7 separate regions of the Mus musculus genome follow, and regions 1, 2, 3, 5, 6 and 7 are each linked to region 4. A link is a contact called in public Micro-C and promoter capture Hi-C data. All regions are on one chromosome and are shown on one strand. The core of a region is the stretch at or near the end of the contact, and the rest is flanking DNA. Distances in the headings are between cores, read along the strand shown. Region 1 holds the start of Trim67 (tripartite motif-containing 67). Region 2 holds the start of Pgbd5 (piggyBac transposable element derived 5). Region 3 overlaps Ttc13 (tetratricopeptide repeat domain 13). Region 4 holds the start of Rab4a (RAB4A, member RAS oncogene family). Region 5 holds the start of Fam89a (family with sequence similarity 89, member A). Region 6 holds the start of Arv1 (ARV1 homolog, fatty acid homeostasis modulator). Region 7 holds the start of 2310022B05Rik (RIKEN cDNA 2310022B05 gene).

Region 1 (3,129 bases), core at 141-2,640, 990 kb after region 4:
CTGCTTCCTGAAGCAGGGCTAATTGGGATGTCCGGTTTAGCAGGAGCCTACCCTTAAACATGGAGCCAGACTTCTGTAAGCCATTCAGCTGAACTGAGATGCATAGAAAGTAGTCCAGAGCATTTACTGTAACAATTTGGCACGGACACATATATATATTGTTATAGTATTTTCCAGACTGGACAGGTGGAAGCAAGCTGCAGGACCCCGGAAGTCCTGTAAAGATATGGGCTTCACTGGGGTGCTTTGCAATGGCTTTCCTGGTGACCTCCCTTCCACCAGAGGTTCTATCCCTTAGGCACAGAGCCAGGCCAAGGCAGCTGCCTCATTAGTCTGTGGCTTCATTTCTCTCCTCCTGCTATCTTTCCAAATGCTGACAGTGGCTGGGGCCCTGCATTCCTTCAGCAGGAGTCTGCGCCACGGTTGCTGTTTTTTTTTTTTTGTTTGTTTCAGTTCAGCAGAGTCTTACTATGTAACACCCAGACTAGCTTGGAAATTACTATGTAGCCCAAGCTGGCCTTGAACTCATAGCAATCCTTCTGCCTAGGCCTCCCAAGTGCTAGAATTACAAGCACGAGCCAGCACGCTGACTGACACATCCTTTCTAAATCGACAATTTCCTTGTCTGTTCCAAGCCAGCTTGAATCGCACAGGAAGAGAGGGCCGCGTGGTGCGCATTTCGCTCCACGCGCTCTTCCCTTCCAGGGCTCGCCCTTAGCTCTATGCCCAGCGCGTACTTCCTTTCTCTGGGCAGCCGGCACTACCCAGCGCAGAACAGCGGGCAGACGGCAGCCAGGCGCGCGGGCGGCGACGTTGCAGGAAGCTCCCATTCATAAAGAGAACACCTGCTCGCTGCCTCCCGCCTCTCCGCACTCGCGAGCAGCCTGGGGAGGTTGTATTTGGCAACCTTCACCGTGTCCTCGCCAAGTCCTCCGGCCCTCATCTTCCACGACTAGCCCCAGTAGAACCAAGGAGACAAAAAAAAAAAAAAAAAAAGGCTTGTAAAAAGATGCATAAATCAAACCTCGCCCTTTGGCGCGAGGCTGTCCGACATTTTGTGCCTTGAAAGCTTTTTGCGGGGAGGAAATAGATTTAGGAACCGACTGTCGCGCTGTGTTGCGAGGCCTTTTTCAAGCGACTGGCCTTTTAGGGACCGCTGTTTACGCTTTCATGGTGGCGAGGAGTGGGCAGGGCGGGAGCTGGCCAGGGTTGCTCTGGCAAGCTGGGCGGGGCGCCGTGCTAATTCACCGTGCAGTCTCCATCCGTAACGGAGCAGTTCTCCACAATGATCCTCCCCACGAAGCCCTCCGACCCGCCCCTGACTGCCAGCCGCGAGAGGCGAGCCCTCATTCGCTGAGCTGACGCCTGGCTCCCCGCCCCCCGCCCCGTTACTCTCGCTCTGGAAATTACAACTCCTGGGCGCGCGGCACGGCGGGCGGGCGGGCGCGGGAGGCGGTGGGGCCGGGAGGGGGATTCCCGAGCCAGCGGGTGCTCGCCCCCCACCCGCCGCTGCAGCGTGGCGCGGCCAAGGTCAGGGGCGCTGCAGGAACCGGAGCCGGCGAGGCCAGCCTGGGACGCTGCTCAATACCGGCCTACGAGGAGGCAGCTCAGAGAGCAGCGGCCCGAGCAGCGGTACGGCGACGGTCTCCGGGCCGGGGGATGCCGAGGTGGCCGCGGCTGCACAGCAGCCTGGCGGAGGATGCGCGCGGGAGGGGGGACGGGCGCGGACTCCGGGCCCATCCTCTCGCGGGCGCTGTCCGCCGTCTGGTGGTGCTGAACCAGCCCTGGCCCCGCCACTCGGGCACTGGCCAAGAGCTGGGTAGGGGCGGGGCGCTCGCAGAAAGAAGACTCGGGGCAGCGGCGCTGCGGAGTCGGGCTCAGTAGCCTTGCTGGCTCACAGCAGCGGGTCACTGGTCCTTCGTGGAGTGGAGGCACGAGGTACCCCGGACGGCGCTACTGCTGCCTATTCAACACCTGGACAACCTCGGAGGCCACCGCGAGGGCTCCCCGCCACCTTCAGACGGCTGCCTCCGGTGAGGGAGCCTCGCCTTCAGGAGGTGAGGACCCCTCCTTTCTCTGGCGGCCAAGCGTCTTAGGGCGGTGGCCTGAGGACAGAGAGGGGGCGTGCCACCCTCGGGTGAAGACAGCATGCCCGTGAAATACCCCCGCCTCCTGACTCAAGAGCGCTGACATCGCCAGCCCAGCTGCGCTTGTCTTCGGAGCCTTGACCATTCTTGGCTGGTCCCGAGCGGCTCTGGCCGCGGGCGCGGCGATGGAGGAGGAGCTGAAGTGCCCAGTGTGCGGATCCCTGTTCCGGGAACCCATCATCCTGCCCTGCTCTCACAATGTCTGCTTGCCGTGCGCCCGCACTATCGCGGTTCAGACCCCGGACGGCGAGCAGCACCTGCCCCCGCCGCTCCTTCTTTCGCGAGGTGCCGCCGCCGCCGCAACCCCTCCGGATCAGGACGCAGCCGCCGGCGCGACCAGCGGAGGCGCGGGAGCTAACACAGCCGGAGGCCTAGGCGGCGGGGCGACCGGTGGCGGAGACCACGCGGACAAGCTGAGCTTGTACAGCGAGACTGACAGCGGCTATGGCTCCTACACCCCCAGCCTCAAGTCCCCCAATGGAGTCCGCGTGCTGCCCATGGTGCCTGCGCCCCCGGGCTCTTCGGCCGCCGCGGCCCGAGGCGCCGCCTGCTCCTCGCTCTGCTCGTCCTCCAGCTCCATCACCTGCCCGCAGTGCCACCGCAGCGCCTCCTTGGATCACCGCGGCCTGCGAGGCTTCCAGCGCAACCGGCTACTGGAGGGCATTGTGCAGCGGTACCAGCAGGGCCGTGGGGTTGTTCCGGGGGCGGCTGCAGCCCCGGCGGTGGCCATCTGCCAGCTGTGCGACCGCACCCCACCGGAGCCGGCAGCCACTCTCTGCGAGCAATGCGACGTGCTCTATTGCGCCACCTGCCAGCTCAAGTGCCACCCGTCCCGGGGCCCCTTCGCTAAGCATCGGCTAGTTCAGCCACCGCCGCCGCCCACACCCCCAGAGGCTACCCCTGCTGTTACAGGCACTTCCACTGCCTCCAGCGCAGGAGGATGCAGGAGCCCAGGGGGTGCCGGGGCCAGCGCGCCGCGAAA
Region 2 (2,994 bases), core at 28-2,527, 630 kb after region 4:
AAATGTACCCACTTAGAACCTTGCATGGTGATGGTAACCCTCCAATCCAGATGCAACTTTGCCCATCCACACCGCAGCCTGGCAAGGTTGCAGAACACTCCCTCCAGGGCTGGGCCAACCTTTCCCATTGCCAGCTCCCTGCAGCTACGTTTCCATACCCAGGCCCTGGAGCCTACCTCCTGTGCACCTGCAATCTTGAGGAACAATAGCTATAGTGTCATGTACACTGCCCAAAGTGTGTGTGTGTGTGTGTGAGTGACACACACACACACACACACAGAGAGAGAGAGAGAGAGAGAGAGAGAGAGAGAGAGAGAGAGAGACTATGCAAAGGGGCACTCCTTGGTGCCCATTCACACTGGTTGTGTGCACTTCACAGAATATATGGTGTAACATCTGGCTGCTAGGAAGCCATGGAGCCTGAACAGCAGCACTGAGGATCATATGGGAAAGCAGTTTCCACATCTCAGAAAGCAGAAGCTGACCAAGCTGCTGCAAAGCAGCACTATTTTAGACTCTGCAGAAGCCAACAGCTGAGGGCTCAGAGTAGCAGGGTGGCTGTGCTCAACTCCAGTCGCCTCCGGATAATCTGAGTCTGGTCTACACACCTTGAAAGTAACTCGGACTAACACTCCCTAACGCAGTGGAATCACCCTTGGCTCCTTCCGGTGCTCAGCTAGAGATCGACTGGCACCACAGGAAGTTTCTCGGGAAAACAGAGAGCAGTGAAGATGCTGATATGCTCTGGCTCTGGGCTCTCTATGTGCTTCAGCTGCGACTGGCCTGACCCCTGACACCTAGATCCTGCGTACTGCAAAGGACTCAGCCTCAGCCGTGCCAGGCGTTTGGATCCCCTCCACCAAAAGAGCCATACTTTACTGACCCCACAGGTGTGACACTGCCAGACGACCGAAAGCCTCTGGCAAAGTGCTGCTGGCTTGGTCTCCACCCACGAGAAACCTGGGACCACCATCCTGTGCAGTAGGACCCTCTCTGTTTAATCCCTGCTCCCCAAACCAGCTGTTTCCAGAAACACACAGGTGCAGGTCGGGTGTGTCTGGAACCAGTCTGGCCCGTGCTCCAGCCTTCAGACCGCGCCCTGTGTGTCCCTGCACCCCAGTGTCCCCGGTCGATCCTCACCACCGGTGTCCTCGAAGCGCGGGGACGGGCGATCCCTCAGCACGGCGCTCCAGCCCCCACCGGTCTCGTCCTCCTCGAGTTCCAAGGGATCCGCGGCGTAGGATGGCGGGGCGGTCCCCGGAGGCGCGGGGCGCTCACGCTCATCGTCCGAGGAGGCGGCCGAGGAGGAGCGTGAGGCTGCGGAGGTGCTGTAAAAGGGGTTCCCGCCGCTGTCCGGGCCCGACTCGCCGAACACGTCGTCCGAGATGTGCAGGCTCTCGTAGCGTGCACGGGCTGCCTCCAGCAGCGCCGGAGCCCTCCTCCGTGAGCCCCCACCGCCCTCGGCCATAGCCCCGGCCGCCGCCCGCGCGCCCACACCCCACAGCGCCTCCCAGCCGCACACGCCGGGCCCGGGACCCCCGCCGCGGCCCGTGGCTCCCCACCAGCGCAGCCCGCAGCACAGCGCGCGCCGCCCCGCGCCCGGCCGGCCCGCCGTCTTGGCCGCTCGGGCCGCGCGCCCGGGATGCGCCTTGGAGCTCGGGCGCCGCTGGCTGCGGCCGCGGCGGGAAGAGACTCAGCCGCTGCCCAGAGCCGCCGCCGCCCCCACCCGCTGCGTCTCCGCCGCGCCCGGCCCCGTCGCGTCCCCGCGCACCCTCCCCGCGGCAACCGCGTTGCGCCGCCGACCTTCCCGGGCGCGAGCCGTGGACCGGGCCCGCCTCCAGCACCTTCAGCTGCTGGCCAATAGAGAGCGCCGGCCTCGCGGGGGCGGGGATAGCAGGTCGCCCTGCCTCCTCGGGGCGTGACGCTAGGGCAGTCAGTCGCGAGGAGCCCCGCCCATAAGCTCATAGCCGCTCGCCGGCGTGGGGAGGGAGGCGGGTCCCGGTGCTCCGTGCTCTTTGGCCCGCCCCTTGCGCAGCCGCGCCCGGCTCCGAGGAGCTGTCCGCCCAGCGGTTCTGAAATTCACTCTGCGGACACGCTCCAGGTGGGCGGCCAGCCGAGGCTGCGCCCAGCACTCCTGTGAATTTCAGGTTGCCCTTCTAGCTTCCCCGAACCTTGCTCTTTTGGGAACCTGGGTCAGACACTAAAACAGTCTCTCCTCCAACAACTGTCATGTAAGGACCGCAACACTGGAATGAGGTGGCTCGTCATTTCTCACAGTCCTTTGATGCTCACATCTTCTGAACTCAAAATTGCTTCCATGAGAACTATCACCACCTGCGCCCTGGTATCACTTGCACAGGCCTAAGACAACGCACATCTGGAAGAGGATTATATGATCAGGAAACAAACAGCTGGTCGCCAGGGTTTCAGAGATCTAACAATGGAGCAGAGTCTGTCTCCTCTCTTCTGGGGGCAAAGCATGAGGCCGGCTGGCCGACCTCCCCTCATCAGAATGTCTTCTCTCCTCCTCCTCCTCTCAAACATAATGCAATAAGTCACATTAATGGTAACTGGGTCATAAAGTCACTTTCACTCCGACATAAAATAAATCCAAGTAGATGTGAAGGGCTTGAGACCCCTATTGGGTGTAGTAAATGATAATTACACAAACGGAAGACAATGGGTTTCTATTTCTAAGAAAAAGGGTGCTGGGACCCATCTGCCCTGGCTGAGATTTTCACTCACGTCTGCCTGTGCCCAGACCCTGTGACCTGCAAACCAGGTCTCTGCACAGGCTTGAATCCATGACAATCACAAGCAGCCAGGCTGGAAAGAGAAAGCGACTTACTGATCTTCCTCCTCTGTGTGTATTTAGCTGATAAGCAAGAAAGTATTTGCAGAGCACTGCCACTCTCTTGAAAAAGCATGCCAAAGAAGTGTGTGTGTGTGTGTGTGTGTGTGTGTGTGTGTGTGGTGGGGGGGGTGGGGGTTCTA
Region 3 (2,786 bases), core at 38-2,537, 880 kb after region 4:
GTGCGCGCCTGCCTATTGAATGTGCCTGGCTCTCTGGGTGCACCTGCGTATTGGACATGCCTGGCACTTGTGTGTGCCTGCGTAAGGACACACCAGGCTCTGGACACGCCAAGCTCTCTGTACACGGCAGGCTCTCTGTGTGCATGCCTGCCTGTCTGAGGGTGCCTCTCGGGCCTTTTAGCAGTCCTCCTTCCCTCTACCCTCTGGAGACACTATACTCCTCACATGCCCATTCCGTTTTTTGTTTTGTTTGTTTGTTTTCTTCTTCCCCTCTCTTGAAGGTGTTCGCGTCTAGCAACAGCTGAGTCGAAGTCCGTCTACCCTAGGAAACACCACTCCCTGCTTCTGACAGCTCCCTCACATCAAGGTCATGATGCAAGGAGGACTTCTCTCCCTGACAGGGCACTTCAGTTTCCAGCTTCTCGCTTTTTCTCCTACTACTCTTAGACTGACTGGGACAACTGTGGCCTCAGCTAGAAGCAGAATAATGGATGCCTCTGATGCTTTTCTGTCAGCACCTCAGAGTGTCTGCAGCTCTCTTCTAACCCCCTGCAGGGGTCTGCATCTCTACACTTGCTCCCCACCTGCTGCCCCCTCACAAATCTGTTCATTCATCTGTTGCTACAGCGACCTTCGTCATGTCCATCTGTCTTGCTGTTCTTCGGCTCACCACCCAGGCGTGGCTCACCATTCTGGCTTCTACCTATGTCTCGGGCCTCAGTTCCTGAGACTTCCTGGGATGCAGTGGCTGGCAGCTACAAGGGATGCGTCACAGCTTCCTAGTCAGGAGGGATTCACCAGTGGGTTGGTGCACGGCCCACTGTCTGTCCGAGACAGTTCAGGTTTGGCCCCTGGATACACCGGGTGTCCCTTACTTCTCTGCACTCCATCAAGTCATGACATGGGTCTGTGACTCAAGTACCATTCAGCAAGAACATAAGCAGGTACACAGTGGCCTCAGTTACAGCATGTGACCAAATCTAGGTAAAAGTGCCACAAATCATTCCATGGGGAACTGAAAGGAGCCAGTAACAAAGGGAAAATAAACATAATTTCTAGAAATTAAAAAGGTTAAGTCTAAAAAAGACTTTTATACTAAAACCTAAATTTAAATGTCACATGTTAGATGGAGCAACAGTTTCTTGATCTAGGCTCCTAGAGCTAGAAATATTTTAGATATGACTCAGTACCACATCCGCCAAATTCATCTAAAGTCATGTTCACTAAATGGCAGGCAAACACTTCGAGCATCCCTGAAGTGAGCTCTTCAGGATGTGTTTACGCCTGTTGTCAGGGTAGCTAAGCCCATAAAGGATGAAAGGGCAGGCATCCACCCAGTGCCTGACTGCAGGGCTCAGGATAAGACAGAAGCTCCCATCAGGGAGCGACCTCCCTGGTGGTCCTGGCCACAGCAGGCTCACGAGCAACCTAGGCAAATACGGAATTCCCCATCTGATCGATTTCTCTGCTGTTTGACGACTTCTTGAAAACTGACACCCTCCATCCTTCGAGAGTCCACCCTTGAGCGGGCAGGGCTCTACCTGTGCAGGTGCACGGCAAGCACTTTGTGCCAGTGGACCAGCAGGAAAGATACTTGTGGGTGCACAGCTACCCTGGGTGTGTTCCCCGCCAAGGCCACCAGGGCCCCTCACACTGCTCCACTCCTACGCAAACACAAGAAAGCACACAGGCCCCTACCTGATTAAGTTGATGTGGTTATTGAACCCTCTGCTGAGACTTGGAGCTGGCATCTGATCCAGCCACAGGACAGGCTGGTCCGGATCAGCGATCCTGTGGAGCAGAGCTCATGAGGAGTGCTGCGGCCTTACCCACAGCTTCCAGGATAAACCAAAGATGGGTCTCTGTAAAAGTGAGGGAGGAGCCCGACTGGCTCCGACTTGTGAAAAAGAGCACACAGGCCATCCCAGTGCACAGTGTGGCCACACCAGGCGAGAGGCCAGCAAAGGCTGGTGAGCTGTAACGGTTCGTCTAAACTGTCAACTTGGTGGGATGTTAGAGTCAACCAAGGAAACAGCTGTAATGGTGGTTCCAGAGAGGGCTAACTGGTGGCTTAGAAACCTGGCAACCCTCGCTTTTATTTCCTGAGCAGCAGGAGTTGAGTGTGTTCTGAAGAATAAAGGCAACAGTGATTTATGGCAAGCTTTAGCGGGAAATAACTCAGTATCTTAACTTATAGGGTGTGCGGCAACAGGTGACGCGCAGACAGCCTGGTTTCCAGTCCAGGCTAGATCTTGAACCCTGGGACCCGGGAGTGATCCTGGCTCCTGTTGGAGTTACCGCCCCCACAACCCCCACAGAAGAGGCATAGCTATCAGCCACTTAGGAATAGCACCAAGCCTTCCCACATGCAAATAAGGTTCCCCCCAAACTCTCAGTCCAAGCCAATGAGAGGTGCCTGCTGTCAAACCCTGAATCACCCCCAGAACTGTATATAAAGCCATGCAGGGAATTAAAGGCATGCGAGAACTATTCCTTTGAGTCTTTTGTTCCAAGAGCTGTATGTAACACTTGGGAAGAGATCTTCTCTCCTGAGACCCTGCCGCACTCCTCACTGAATTGTCAACTTTTTGCTGGCCCAGCCTGGACCCGACTCAGTTCAGAGAGGGTCGGAGTTACACTCACTTCCCTTTGCTGGAGCCTTCCCACCCGGCCTGGACAGCGATCTCGTGGAAAGCCTCAGGTACCCAGGCCCACAGTAGGGTTTAATTTGGTAAGCAAAGAGGGATTGAAACCTCTCGCCGAGGGAGACATGGTCTGAGAGAACT
Region 4 (2,763 bases), core at 110-2,609:
GAACTCAGCTCTGCTTGTCTCTTGCCTTCTGAGATCTGGAGTTAAAGGCCCGTGCTACCATGCATGTGCTTTGAATGTAATCGTGTTTGTGGGTGACTCAGAACATTACAGATTTGCATCTGGGAAAGAAAGCTGAGCTCAAAGGTCGCACACTCTCAGGCCTTCAGCGCAGTTCCTTCCTATTTTAACATTCTTTCTTTTTTTTTTTTCCTTTTGTTTTTTTTTTTTGGAGACAGGCTAGATCAGGCTAGCCTCGAACTCACAGAGGTCCACCTGCCTCTGCCTCCCCAGTGCTGGGATCAAAGACTTGCACTACCACTGCTGGGCTATTTTCACATTCGTATATGAAATATCTCTATATCAAATGAATTATTCAGGCAGTCACTCCTGTTATTTTAAAATATATTTACTTATATATTTTTTTGAGTTGTGTCTCTATCATCTTTGTTTTCCCTCCTTGCTGTGTAGCCCAGATAGGCCTTCAACTTGAAACAACCCTGCCTATGCCTCCTGAATGCTGGGATTATAGGCAAGCGACACGATGGTAGACAATCTCAACAGCAAACTTTGCATGCTGTGCCAGCAAGAGACTTCAACAAGATTACGGGATGGGGGCGGGGGCTTCTTTCCCTTCCCACATCTCCTTAATTTTCTGTCATAAAGCACAATAATGAAATATTAGGACAGGCAGCACGGAGGCAGGAGAGAATGTCTGACCCGTGGTAGAGCCTGACAGCGGAGGTTAAAGGTACACGGTAGGCTTCCCACAGCCCAGGCATCTGCTGCTGTGAAGAAGGCAGGATCTTACTTAGGCCCCGGTTTGCTCAGGTGGGTCAAACTCCCGACCCCAATTTGCCTTTCAATAAATGTCCCAACCCTTTTCCTCGGAGGAAGGGGTAGGTTCTGACCTGTATTGCTTCATTAACCGAACACACCTTCGAAATTAGCCTGCAGTAAGAGCCAAGCAGCACTGCTCTGCCCACTAACGTGGTGAGCAGGAGAGTTCTGGTGACCAAACACACCTGCGTGGCTTTCTGCTAGTGAACCCCCTTTCTGTCAAAACAAGCCCTCGGGCGGCCTCCTGTCCACCCTAGCCTGGCAGGTCACTCTTAAGAAAGGCTGAGTCTGTACTGCTAAGCCATCTGGGAGGATCTACGGGCGCAGGCGCCCCCTCCCTAGTCCCGCCCTCCCTCCTTCCTGGTCCCCTCCTTCATCCTCCTTTGCCTTCACCTCCTCCTCCAACTAGGAGCCTCCAACCATTTCTCTTGCCCTCCCTCCTCCCCTTCCCCAGCCCCGCTCCTCCTTCCTCCTGCGACCCCGCCCCTCCCCCTGCTCCGCCGGGCTCCTTCGCCGGGCGGCGGTGCGCAGACGCGGAGCCGAGTCCCGCTGGGCCGCAGCCGGTGGCCGGCTCGCCGTGGGCCCGTTCCCGGCTCTCCACGCTCGGTTCCTCTCGCTCTGCGGAGACTGGAGGACGGACCCCGCGGAGCTGTGGCGGCAGAATGGCGCAGACCGCCATGTCCGAGACTTACGGTAAGACGCGCGGGTTTGCGTACGTGTTTAGAGGGGCAGGCCTTGGGGTCCCGGAATGTTGGGGGCCGGGGTCAGGGTCTCCAGAGCCGGTGTCTAGAATATCGAGATATCCTGCAAACCTCGCGGTGTCAGGAACCAGGCAGAGATATTTAGAGTCTTGGGTGGTTTAGGGTTGGCTTGGGATCCTAGTAATGTCAGCAGCTGGGATCCTGAGAATCTGGGTGTTAGGAGCCAGGTGGAGACACTGAGAATCCTAAAGTGTCAGCGGCTGGGAGGGATCCTGATATTCTTGGGGTGTCAAGGTCGAGCTGGAACTTGAGAATGTCTGGGTGTTTCAGGCTAGGCTGGAATCTTGAGGCTCTAGGGGTATCAGGCGCTGGTCTGGACTCTCTGGCCAGCAGGTGCCCCCTGCTGTGATTCTACCAAGTTCCCTCCCGCTTTGACCCTGGTTTCACTCTACATTTTCCTCCTTGGATTGTTTAAATCTCTCAGGGTTGCAGGAGCCAATTTGTCGTCGATTCTTGTCCTCCTCCCTGCAGCACCAACCGCAGGGATGAAGGCTCAGGGCCACGCCTGCGTTTTGTGTCTCTAGGGGCAGGGTTGTGGGCCTCGGGAGGGTGGGGTGGGGGTGTTGGAATTCCTTTCTTTGCATTGAGATTATAATGAGTTTTAAGTGGATGAATGCTGTCTCTTTTCTGTAGACCCCTGGCCTCGTGTATTTTCCCTCCCTCCCTCTCTCCTCCCGTCCTCCCCTCCAGATATGGTTGCATTATATTACCTTTATAAATACAAATATATGGTCCTCTGATGACCACAGGCCTTGGATATGGAGACATGATTTTTTCATCTTTTTTTCTCCTGCAGCACCCAGCCATTCTCAATGCACGTGCTGGGTGCTCCCCCTCCCCCAGTCGAGGCAAGAATAAACAACCACTACTATGTATGGTTGGCCTGTGCCTGCCAGTCCCTCACGAGACTTGAAACTTTGACGTGGTCTGTGCTCGTCGTCCGAAGGAGGGACTCGCACGGAAAAGCATGACGATCTGTCAGGTTATCTGCAGTTTGTGCCCCTGCTTCCTTCCTGCCACAGGGTGGGGCCAGGGTCTGGCCTGGAAGGCTCTACTCGGTGTACGAGTGCCATGGAAACTTCCCCAAGAGTTTGCGGTCCAACGAGGAGTGGATTTTTAAATTCAGCTGTGACCTTAATGGATAAACAATTAAAAACCAGGCAGC
Region 5 (2,739 bases), core at 197-2,696, 950 kb after region 4:
TCCCGACATGAATTATATCCCCACCACAGATTTGACCTCTGGCCCTCAAATTAAATAGATCGACACAGACATTCTGCAGAAGGCTCTGGAATGAACGACTATTTTTAAGCGAGATGTGAACTGTCTCGGAAACCTCACCATTCCCCCAGGACAGTAAGTCTCTTGAACAGCTAGCTACCAGACAGACGGAAGAGCCTCGTGATGGTTTTCTGAGAAGGCCTGTCAGGGCCTGTAGCCAAACCCTACCTTTAACATTGTTATCAGGCAGAGTGACAGCAGCTCATTTCCTATAGCTGAGCTCCGGAGCTACCGCCCAAGGCATAATTATAAGGTTCTGTACCTTAGTCATAGCAGGAGGGACCTGGGAAATACCTTCGGGAATGTAGCTGGGCTCCCAAGCCTCCCTAGCATGTTTATAAAGCAGAGCTTCACAACCAAGAGTCACCATGCGCCTTGCGTCTTATGCAAGAAAAAAAAAATACCTCAAACACTTGGGGGGCCAGTCTCTTTATTTCACTCAGCCATTCATGATTAGGCTGTAAACACACTAAGTATGGATTTATCTAAGCAAATGCAATTCGCTAGATGTATTAGGCTCAGGGTAGAAGATCTTAGTCTAGGGGAAAGAACTTGGATGGGTGGGTTGCGTGGGTCTTTCCCTACCTGGCTAGCCACAGGAAGCAACCTGGGAAAGAGCTCCCTGCGGCCCAAATCTCTGCCCTGGCATCACCCTGAATCGTGCGTCCTGGTGCAGGAACACCTACTCCACTTCGCAGGAGGGAGAAAAAAACTAAACCCATTGTTTGTGACCAGACATAAGGACTTCACCCGGCCGAGTACCGCTTCCGCGCCGGTAATCGGATTCCTGGAGGGCGGCCGGGGAGGGGCCCGGCCACCCATCTGTTGTTCACACTGACCCGCAGGCGCACAGGAAGCCTGTTCTCCTGAGACCCGGCAGGCGAACCTCGCCGCGCCCTGACCTGGCCCGGGAGAACCCCAGCATCTGAAGCTGCCCTGCCGGAGGTGATGTGAAGCCGTGGGAAGCCCTAGAGGGGAGTCCGGGCTTTCAGGGACCAAAAGAGAGTGTCCCACGACGGGACTCACGGCGCCTAGTCCTTACCATCTCCTTGCGCAACAGCGCCAGCGCGGCGTCCAGGTTGGGGGGCTTGGTCCGCATCCCGGCCGCCCGCGCCCCGCCGCCGCCCGCGCCCCCTCGGTTCAGCTCGTCCTGGATGCGCGACTTCTGAGCGTACAGCCGCTCCAGGTGCCGCCAGCCACCCGCCGCGCCTCCCGCCGCCGAGTGCAGCAGCCCGCTCAGGCTTTTGGGTAGCGGTGGCAGCCCGTCCACGCGCAGCCCCCGGGCCATGCCGGCGGACCCGGTTCCGCTCATCTCGTTGGGGCGCCGACACACGCGCGCGCAGCTTAGCCTAGGTCCCTGGAACCCGACGGGTCCCCACCCACTTCCCGCCCGCCCGAGTTCCGCCCGCTGCCCGGCCCTTTGGTCTCCGCCCCTCTCGGGACCCGCCCCTCTCCTCGGCTCTGTGCTGCTGCAGTGAGGCGACGCCCTGCAGGGCCCCCTGGCCTCCATCTCGACCTCCACTCATCTGCGCTCCGGACTAGCCCTCGGGGACACCTTAAGTCTTAGCTCTGTGAACCCTACGTGCAAGTCCCCTCCCTTTTTCGCCACACCACCAGCGGGTCTCCACCTCACTGTGTCCCACCTCCAGTCCTGTGCACCCCACCTCCAGCTGGTCACCTCCGCTATTCTCTCAGCCTCACCTCCAGCCTCAGGCCCATCCTACCAGCCATTCTGCACCCCTGGCCCCAGCGGTCTTCCGTCCTCCACTCCAGATGGGCTCTTACTCCCTTCCCTGTCCACGCTTCTGGCTGGATGATTTTGGTCTCTCTGGCTTCACTCTGACCAGCCACTGAAACCACTTTTATCTACCAAGGGGTCCAGTCCCCGCACCGACCCCACCCCGTGCTGCCTGCGCCCTAGCGTGGGCGTGATGATCGCAGGTGCTGGCAGCAGCCAGAACCGCACACAGTACTCATTCACGAGGCCTAGCTTGCCTCCTCTGTGAGCGTCAAGGTTTTCCCCGAACTTCAGCAGCCAAGGAGAGCGCCAGCCACACTTTGCTCACTCTTTTAAAGAAACGAACCAACTTGTCTTTCAGCCCTATCTAAAACAGGGAATAAGGACTCTGCCCCACCTGGTGGAAAGAGAAAACCGTCTCCTGCAAGTAGTGACTCAAACGCTCCATTCATGACATGTGCACACACGCGCGTGTGCACACACTAAAATAAGTAGGTGGAATTTTTTTAAGTGAAATCTCAGGGAGTTAGAGAAAGACGTTGAATCTCGGGACTTCACCAACTTCAGCAAAACTGAGTAAAAGTACACCCTGAAGAGAAGAGAGATGGATCAGGGAGAGAATTCGCCCTTCCAGGAAGACTCAAACCTTAGCAAAAGGTAACCGGCTCAGATTCAAGATGAGGAAACAGAAGTCTGGCCAATAGCAGAGAAACCTAGAGTCAATATCAAGAACTTCGATGCCAATGGCTACTCAGTCTAACTATAAAGGGACTGAATGACTCTGAATTAATCCAGCAGGAACATGTTTCAGGTAGTTCAGATACCTTCTATAAATGTGCCCTCTTGCTTTGGGGGCTTTCTTCTGCTGTGCGTGGAACCCACCCCGAAAATCAATCTGAGAAGTTAGTGTTGAATCCAGCCAG
Region 6 (3,097 bases), core at 396-2,895, 920 kb after region 4:
ACCTGTCTGATTTGTGAGACCTGAGAGGTTCTGGATATCTAGAGCAGACCATTGTGTTGGTGGTATGGGGGCTGTAAATACTGATGAGAATAGCCCCTCGGCTATGACACGCTTACTTGCCTGTCCTGAATTTGTCCCCACAGTCTAGGACAGGTGCCTGAGGTAAGCGTCACAGAGTCCAACTTCCATGTAATCGTCCAGGATTGGGACAAACAGAAGAGAGGCATTTCCTACTAAGAGCCTTTGGTGGTTAAGACAAAATCTGTCTGTAAAGTTGAGCATGGAAGCTCACACTTGTAAGCCCAACTTGGAGGGTTTGTAGAGAAGGATCGTGGTAAATGCAAGTTCAAGGCCAGCCTGGGCTCAGAGAGACCCTTTCTCAAAAACAAAACCTCATAGTCAAGTAAACGGAGTCTCCTATTTACAGACAAGTTCACAGACAGGTAACCCCCTGCCCTGAATCAGGAGGTGACATTAACAATGGTCATTCGATTCACTAAGGAATGCTGGCCACATCAGCTGCAACAGTGTTGGGAGGCAAAGCCAAGACACAAAATAAGTCCAAAAGCCATTCCAAGAAGTCAGATGGTGCTCAAAGGAAGTCAGATTGCACTAATCTTGAGACTGCATCTCAGCTAAGAAACTAGGTAGTGTTTGGGTAGGCATATGGTGCTGAACATTGGTGGGATGTTTTAAAAGGCATTATCAGCCAGCTGCTACTAGGTATAGAAGACCCAGACCTTCCCCACGGCAAGTCGGAGGGACACCCACTGAGGGGAAGGGAGAGTGGAGAGGGTACTGATGGGTAAAAACGCCCACTGTACAACTCAAAACAGAAAGAGCATGTGCATTTTGCCCAGAGCCTGACCAATGAATGAGCCTGAGCAGCTGGAATGCACGCAGGAATCAGGCCTGAAGCTCTCTCTCTACCGTTGGGGGTACATCTGAGGAGCACGGGTCAGTGCTCATGTCACCCCGCAAATCCAACCTGCTTGCACCTCTCAAGATTGGATTCCTGAGGTGGGGATCGGGCAAATCACCTACCGGAGCAAGCAGAAAGAAGTCTGACTTCCTGGCCCGTGCACGCCAGCAGGCACCCTCCAGGCAGGTCCTTATCCCCGCCGCCCACCTGAGCCCATCCCCGGTGCCCCCACTTCCCAGATGCTTCCACGCTGGGCAGGGGCGGCCCAGGGAGAGGGCGGCTCGGCCCACTCACCGCACTCCGGGTACTGGTCCGCCCAGTCCCCCGACTGCGGACAGCCGCCGCCCGCCGGGGCCTCCTGCTGCTGCCGGTGCTGAAGCTCCTGCTTCAGCAAGGACAGCGGAGAGTAGTGCTCGGTGGCCCGCGCGCAGGCCAGCGCCCCCAGCAGCAGGAGCAGCGGCCGCACCACCGCAGCACCCAAGCTGCCCGAGCAGCCGCAGCCGCAGCCGGCAGGTGCCATCTTCCCGCACGGCGCAGGCGCGGCCCTGCTCTGCCCGCCGCGGGCAGGTGGGCGCGGCGCGCAGCCGCAGTACCCGCTGGGAGTTGTAGTCCTCGCCCTGTTAGCCTCAAGCACTCATTCAGCGCTTGGACTACAAGTCCCAGTAAGCCCTTGGGTGCCCCTCCCAAGGCCAGTCCAGGCGTCTTCCGCCAGCGGCCGGAAGCAGGAGCCCTAGAGTGGCCATGGGGACCGGCGGGCGTAGGGGGACGCGGTCCGGGAAAGGCACGGAAGGCGCAGCGGCGACTTCTTCCTCTTGCCTGTATCGTTGTATCGAGTGCAACCGAGAGGCTCAGGAGCTGTACCGGGACTACAGCCACGGCGTGCTCAAGATAACCATCTGCGTGAGCGCGCCGGGGGGCGGGGCGCGGCTAGGAAGGCGGATCCGAACTTGCTGTGGTCCGGGGCGAGGCCTGGGAGCTTGAGCACGTGGGGGAGGAGTGGTCCTTGTGATGGTGTGAAAGAGAAAGCAAGGATGTGCTTGAAGACTGCCTAGGCCATAGATGTTCTAAGACTTGTGGCACCCAGGAGTGGTGGCGCATTTCTATGACTCCAGCACTCCACTCGCATGCCAGGCAGGAGGAGAATCACGAGTTGGACTCCAGCCTCGATTGCCGCGAGAGAGAGAGAGAGAGAGAGAGAGAGAGAGTGTGTGTCTCAAGCGAATAAACGAGTGATGGAGAGAGATGTGATTCACTAAGGAAATAGGAATTGTAGCAGGAAGCGTGTCATTCTCTTGTTGATCCTGAGGAGATGGAAGCAGTATTTGAGGTCTGGTACTGTAGAGAGTTCTTAGAAGAAAACTGTGTCTTATCGGGGTACTTGTCAATTTAATAGTAAATAATACAACAATTTAACCGAAATGGAAAGCATTTACCACGGCCGGGGATGTTGCTCGCCATGTAGGGCAGCCTTAGATTCCGGCTCCAGCACCACGCCTGTAATCCCTGCAATTGGGAGATGGAGGCAGGAGGTCCAGAACAGAAAGAGAGGGAGGGAGAGAATGAATGTCTCTCTGTGTGTTTCCTCTTTATACTCTTAAGTGAAGGCAGGAGGAAGCAGTGGAGAGAGTTCTGGTGGGAAAGGACTCACTGATTCATCAGGTCCACTGATGGAGGAAGTCAGCGTGCTCCCTATGTGAGGATGGATGGACACAGGGTAGTAGAAGGAGGTTCTTTGGGTAGAGGTCACTGCCTCTCATTGTAACAGTCTTCAGATGGCAAGATGGCATGCTGTCTTAGCCTTCTAAACTGTCAGGTCCCTGAGGTTAGAGGATTGTGAGTGGCTCCAGGTGATTAGCTTCTTGGAGCCCATGAAGTTCTGGGGAAGGAGAGCTCTTGTCCTGTCGCATCTACAGCACGAACATCTGGCTGATAAGTGATACCGAAGGAATAGGAGGAGTTTTGTGTTTCCTGATGCTGGTCTTTCCCCTCCTGCTTCCAAATTTGTCTGCCTCCTTGTCCTGACATTTGGGATACTGTCCAGAAGTGGGATTTAGCTAGCTTTTAAAAGACAGAGAGGGACTTGCCATTTTAACAGTTTCTCTTGGCACTAATGGTGCATCTCTGGGCTTGGGGGAAGAGATATAACCTCCACATCTGTGCAGAAAAAGGGGATCT
Region 7 (3,077 bases), core at 193-2,692, 860 kb after region 4:
TATTTTCATCTCCCACCACACCCTTGTTTTTCCTGGCAAAGCCCACAAGAGTTTCAAATGGGATGGGGAGCAGAAGGCAGTGTTGGCGGATAGCTAGCTCTCTGCCTTCACAATTCCCTGGCAGGAAAGTGGGTTCGTGACCACAAGCGTTCTGTAGTAACAAACACTGACGGATACCTGGCCTGAAAAAACCTGATTGAAATCTCATCCTTAACTGGTATTCCCTCCGCCTGGCACAACTTCTCCAACAGAAAAACAACAGCAGCAACAACAACAACAAAACTCTCCTAGCTTCTCCTCCCTGCCTCCACCTAAATGGACGTTCAGAACTCTAGCTGCTACCGATTTTGTCCTCCAAAACAAAGTTGAGTCCCTGAGGTACCAAGTCCATACTCTGGTGGCACAAAGGGCTTCAGGGAAACCATCTCTTGGTAAACCACCAGGTTTCTGAATAGTGCAGACTCCTGGGCCTCAAGAGCAAGGTCAGCCGGGAGCAATTCTAAGTAGTTATTTTCTCTTCCCCCAGTGTCTAGAGCCCAGGCTAGATAATCAGGCTTGCTGGAGGCATCTAAACTTACTCTGTGTTTGGGTGGGAACCGGGGCTCACATGTCAAACCCAAACACACTCTCTCCATTGTAGTCTACCAGGGACGTACCCCAGGGCAGCGGTGCCTGGCAGTCCCACCTTCCCCACTGAGGTCCTTATACTTAACACATGCCGGCCACTGAGTGATCAGGAACTATAGACATTTTTCCTGTTTCACATCAGAAAACTGAGGCTGTACGTCGTACACTCATCCAGGCTCGCTGGTTTCCTCTCTACTGTTCCCACTTTGTCTTTAAAGGTCCCTTCTCCGGGAGATTTCTGAACTCCCCCTCGCCGGCCACTCCGCCCTGGGTGGCCCGTCCCGCCGCACCCACCTCGTCGCCGAAGCGCACCAGCTTCTGGCCCGTGGGCCCGCGCAGGCCAGGGAAGCGCGCCGGGTCCCGCACGTCCCCCGCATCGGCGGCGGCCGCCGGGGCGCGAGGCCCCACCAGGCAGCGGTCGATGATTTCGTCCTGCTGCGCGGGCGGCAGCCGCGCCCACTCGGGCCCGTACTTCTCCCGGATCTTCTCCTTGTCCTGCATGATCTTCCTGGCCATGGGGCTCAGCGATGAGAAGTAGGTGAAGCGCTTCCGCTCCCGGTCGTCCAGCGGCCGGTTCCCGCTCATGACGGCCGAACGCGAGGCCGCGATCGCCGCCGCCATCGACGCCATACCCGGCCCGCGCGTCCCGGTCGGAGCGCCGCCTCCCGGTCCGCCCGCGCCCCGCCCCGGGGCTCCGCCTCCGTCTCCTCCCGGAGCGCCGTCCCTACCCCACCCGCTGAGCCCTCCTCCTCCGCCCCTGGCTGAGCACCGCCCCCAGACCTTCCCGGGACACCCTTCGTACGGGCCGCCTACGCCCCATCTGGTACCGGTCGGGACCACTAATCGTCCCTGAGCCCGGTCGGCACTTGAAGCCCCGCCTCCATCTGGAGCCCCGCCCCCACTGGAGCCCCGCCCCCGAGCTCCTCCTGTTATGGCCCTTCAATTTCTCCTCCATAGGACGCTTTCCGGGACCCTAGGGCATCTCTGGGGCTGCTACAGAGTCCCCCATACAAGCGCCGCCGAGATTGGAGATGACCACAGGGGTTAACTCAGGGCGAAGACCGCCATGGCGCCACGTGGCACTGATGACAAAGGAAACTTCCTCCTGCACGTGCCCAACCTGGCTTTCAATCATCCTCTCTCCTTTGCGCTCTCAGGCATTCATTGCTTTTTCAGGTTTGCGCTCTGTTCGCTGGGCGATCCACCACACTGAGCCGGGGGCTAGGCTAGGGCACTGACCCACCAGTTGTCAACCAGGAGGTTGGATTCCCGCCCGTGGAACTTCTTCTAAGCCTGGCATGGAAGCATCAGCGTGGGATACTAGCACTGTTTTGGCCTAGGCGGGAGACTCACGGCAAATTCAAGGCCAACCTGGGTTATATGGTACCATTATCCCCACAGAAAGAAAGACCCCTGCTAAAAGCATGCAGTGTGAGCGAAGTACCCCCTCTCAGAAGAGCTACACACCAAGGCCTCTTCAAACCCTCAAAGCCCTTGCTTTCTGATGCTTGCCACTGTGAGGCAGCAGTACACACACACACACACACACACACACACACACACACACACAGACACACACACACCAGTCTATTAAATCTCAGGACTCTGTCTTTAAAAATCACTCTTTAAAAAAAAATCCTAAGCAGGAATTAAAGAACTCTAGTCAGCAGCAGACGCTGGTCAGCGTAAGGAGCCTGTATTCCATCAGTTTAAGTGAGGGGACAACCCAAAAGCTTAAACTTCCAAAAATGGCCAAGCTAATCCTGGAATCTCAGAAATCATAAGAACTCCGGGAGGTTTGCTGACTACAAACAAACTGAAGAGGATGGAAAGTTCCCACAGGGAAGCAGATGTATCCCCAAAGGGGTCAGGCTTGCTGCTGAGACCACACGATTAAAGTTTAAGACAGGGCTGTGGGATGTTTGTGGCCCCATCCCACTCCCTGATTTTCACAAGACTAACAGGTCTCAGGTAAGCATGGTGTCCTATTCTGAAAAGCAACTAAATACCAACCGTGGCTTAGTTGTCTCTAAAGTAGCCCTTGTCTAACACTAAAGGCAAGTGCAGAAATAACTTGAATTCCCTGATATAAATGGAATGTCACAAATGTGTCAGGCTCTAATAAAATATATCACCACTGTCTTAGTTATGGTTTCCATTGCTACAACAAAACACCATGAGCAAAAAGCAAGTTGTGGAGTAGAGGGTTCATTCAGTTTACACTTCCCAATCGCTGTTCATCACCAAAGGAAGTCAGGATAGGAACTCCCACAGGGCAGGAACTTGGAGGCAGGAGCTGATGCAGAGGCCATGTTGGGGTGCTGCTTACTGGCTTGCTTCCCCTGGCTTGCTCAGCTTGCTTTCTTATAGAACCCAGGACCACCAGCCCAGGGATGGCACCACCCACCATGGGCTGGGCTCTCCCCGCCTTGATCACTAATTGAGAAAAT

What was found. Promoter capture Hi-C pulls out the DNA fragments that hold promoters and counts their contacts. Hi-C and Micro-C count contacts between places; a contact is called where the count stands out from the background. Capture Hi-C pulls out chosen DNA fragments and counts their contacts.
Region 1: a Micro-C map of embryonic stem cells shows a contact between it and region 4, with 3 times the contacts expected there. The contact joins the promoter of Trim67 here to the promoter of Rab4a in region 4. A contact is called at or near these places in 1 of 39 promoter capture datasets (pre-B cells), 1 of 484 Hi-C or Micro-C datasets (embryonic stem cells) and 1 of 115 datasets of contacts at active chromatin or transcription factors (embryonic stem cells).
Region 2: a promoter capture Hi-C map of liver shows a contact between it and region 4. The contact joins the promoter of Pgbd5 here to the promoter of Rab4a in region 4. A contact is called at or near these places in 9 of 39 promoter capture datasets (the 3T3-L1 cell line, the C10 cell line, cranial neural crest and 5 more), 4 of 115 datasets of contacts at active chromatin or transcription factors (bone marrow-derived macrophages, embryonic forebrain, embryonic stem cells and 1 more) and 2 of 9 other capture datasets (embryonic stem cells and liver).
Region 3: a contact with region 4 is called in a promoter capture Hi-C map of the C10 cell line, with 3 times the contacts expected there. The contact joins the enhancer-like site here to the promoter of Rab4a in region 4. A contact is called at or near these places in 2 of 39 promoter capture datasets (the C10 cell line and pre-B cells), 1 of 15 datasets of contacts at CTCF or cohesin (embryonic stem cells) and 1 of 484 Hi-C or Micro-C datasets (embryonic stem cells).
Region 5: a promoter capture Hi-C map of liver shows a contact between it and region 4, with 2.2 times the contacts expected there. The contact joins the promoter of Fam89a here to the promoter of Rab4a in region 4. A contact is called at or near these places in 3 of 39 promoter capture datasets (liver and neural stem cells) and 1 of 9 other capture datasets (embryonic stem cells).
Region 6: a promoter capture Hi-C map of neural stem cells shows a contact between it and region 4. The contact joins the promoter of Arv1 here to the promoter of Rab4a in region 4. A contact is called at or near these places in 5 of 39 promoter capture datasets (3T3-L1-derived adipocytes, hippocampal neurons, liver and 1 more), 1 of 115 datasets of contacts at active chromatin or transcription factors (embryonic forebrain) and 1 of 9 other capture datasets (embryonic stem cells).
Region 7: a contact with region 4 is called in a promoter capture Hi-C map of liver, with 3 times the contacts expected there. The contact joins the promoter of 2310022B05Rik here to the promoter of Rab4a in region 4. A contact is called at or near these places in 5 of 39 promoter capture datasets (cranial neural crest, hippocampal neurons, liver and 1 more), 1 of 15 datasets of contacts at CTCF or cohesin (embryonic stem cells) and 1 of 484 Hi-C or Micro-C datasets (embryonic stem cells).

The regions. Positions count from the first base shown.
Region 1 is chr8:124,791,629-124,794,757 of GRCm38.p6, forward strand. It overlaps Trim67 (tripartite motif-containing 67), which reads left to right and starts at 1,391. Exons shown (of 10, transcript NM_198632.2): 1 at 1,391-3,129. The coding sequence starts at 2,273. Gm46059 (a long non-coding RNA gene) reads right to left here and starts at 759. Exons shown (of 3, transcript XR_001778718.2): 1 at 1-759.
Region 2 is chr8:124,432,659-124,435,652 of GRCm38.p6, forward strand. Pgbd5 (piggyBac transposable element derived 5) reads right to left here and starts at 1,278. Exons shown (of 7, transcript NM_171824.2): 1 at 1,141-1,278.
Region 3 is chr8:124,680,369-124,683,154 of GRCm38.p6, forward strand. It overlaps Ttc13 (tetratricopeptide repeat domain 13), which reads right to left. Exons shown (of 23, transcript NM_001373939.1): 15 at 1,699-1,791. Among named protein-coding and RNA genes, the nearest start is that of Gm46058, 6.8 kb to the right of the region's middle. Within about 2 kb of position 1,288, at least 29 of the 459 cell types and tissues checked have an H3K27ac peak or open chromatin away from gene starts, as enhancers often do.
Region 4 is chr8:123,804,637-123,807,399 of GRCm38.p6, forward strand. Rab4a (RAB4A, member RAS oncogene family) reads left to right here and starts at 1,360. Exons shown (of 8, transcript NM_009003.3): 1 at 1,360-1,530. The coding sequence starts at 1,500.
Region 5 is chr8:124,750,420-124,753,158 of GRCm38.p6, forward strand. It overlaps Fam89a (family with sequence similarity 89, member A), which reads right to left and starts at 1,447. Exons shown (of 2, transcript NM_001081120.2): 1 at 1,121-1,447. The coding sequence starts at 1,390.
Region 6 is chr8:124,720,521-124,723,617 of GRCm38.p6, forward strand. Arv1 (ARV1 homolog, fatty acid homeostasis modulator) reads left to right here and starts at 1,646. Exons shown (of 6, transcript NM_001368372.1): 1 at 1,646-1,822. The coding sequence starts at 1,664. Ttc13 (tetratricopeptide repeat domain 13) reads right to left here and starts at 1,452. Exons shown (of 23, transcript NM_001373939.1): 1 at 1,217-1,452. The coding sequence starts at 1,442.
Region 7 is chr8:124,661,927-124,665,003 of GRCm38.p6, forward strand. It overlaps 2310022B05Rik (RIKEN cDNA 2310022B05 gene), which reads right to left and starts at 1,443. Exons shown (of 4, transcript NM_175149.4): 1 at 922-1,443. The coding sequence starts at 1,257.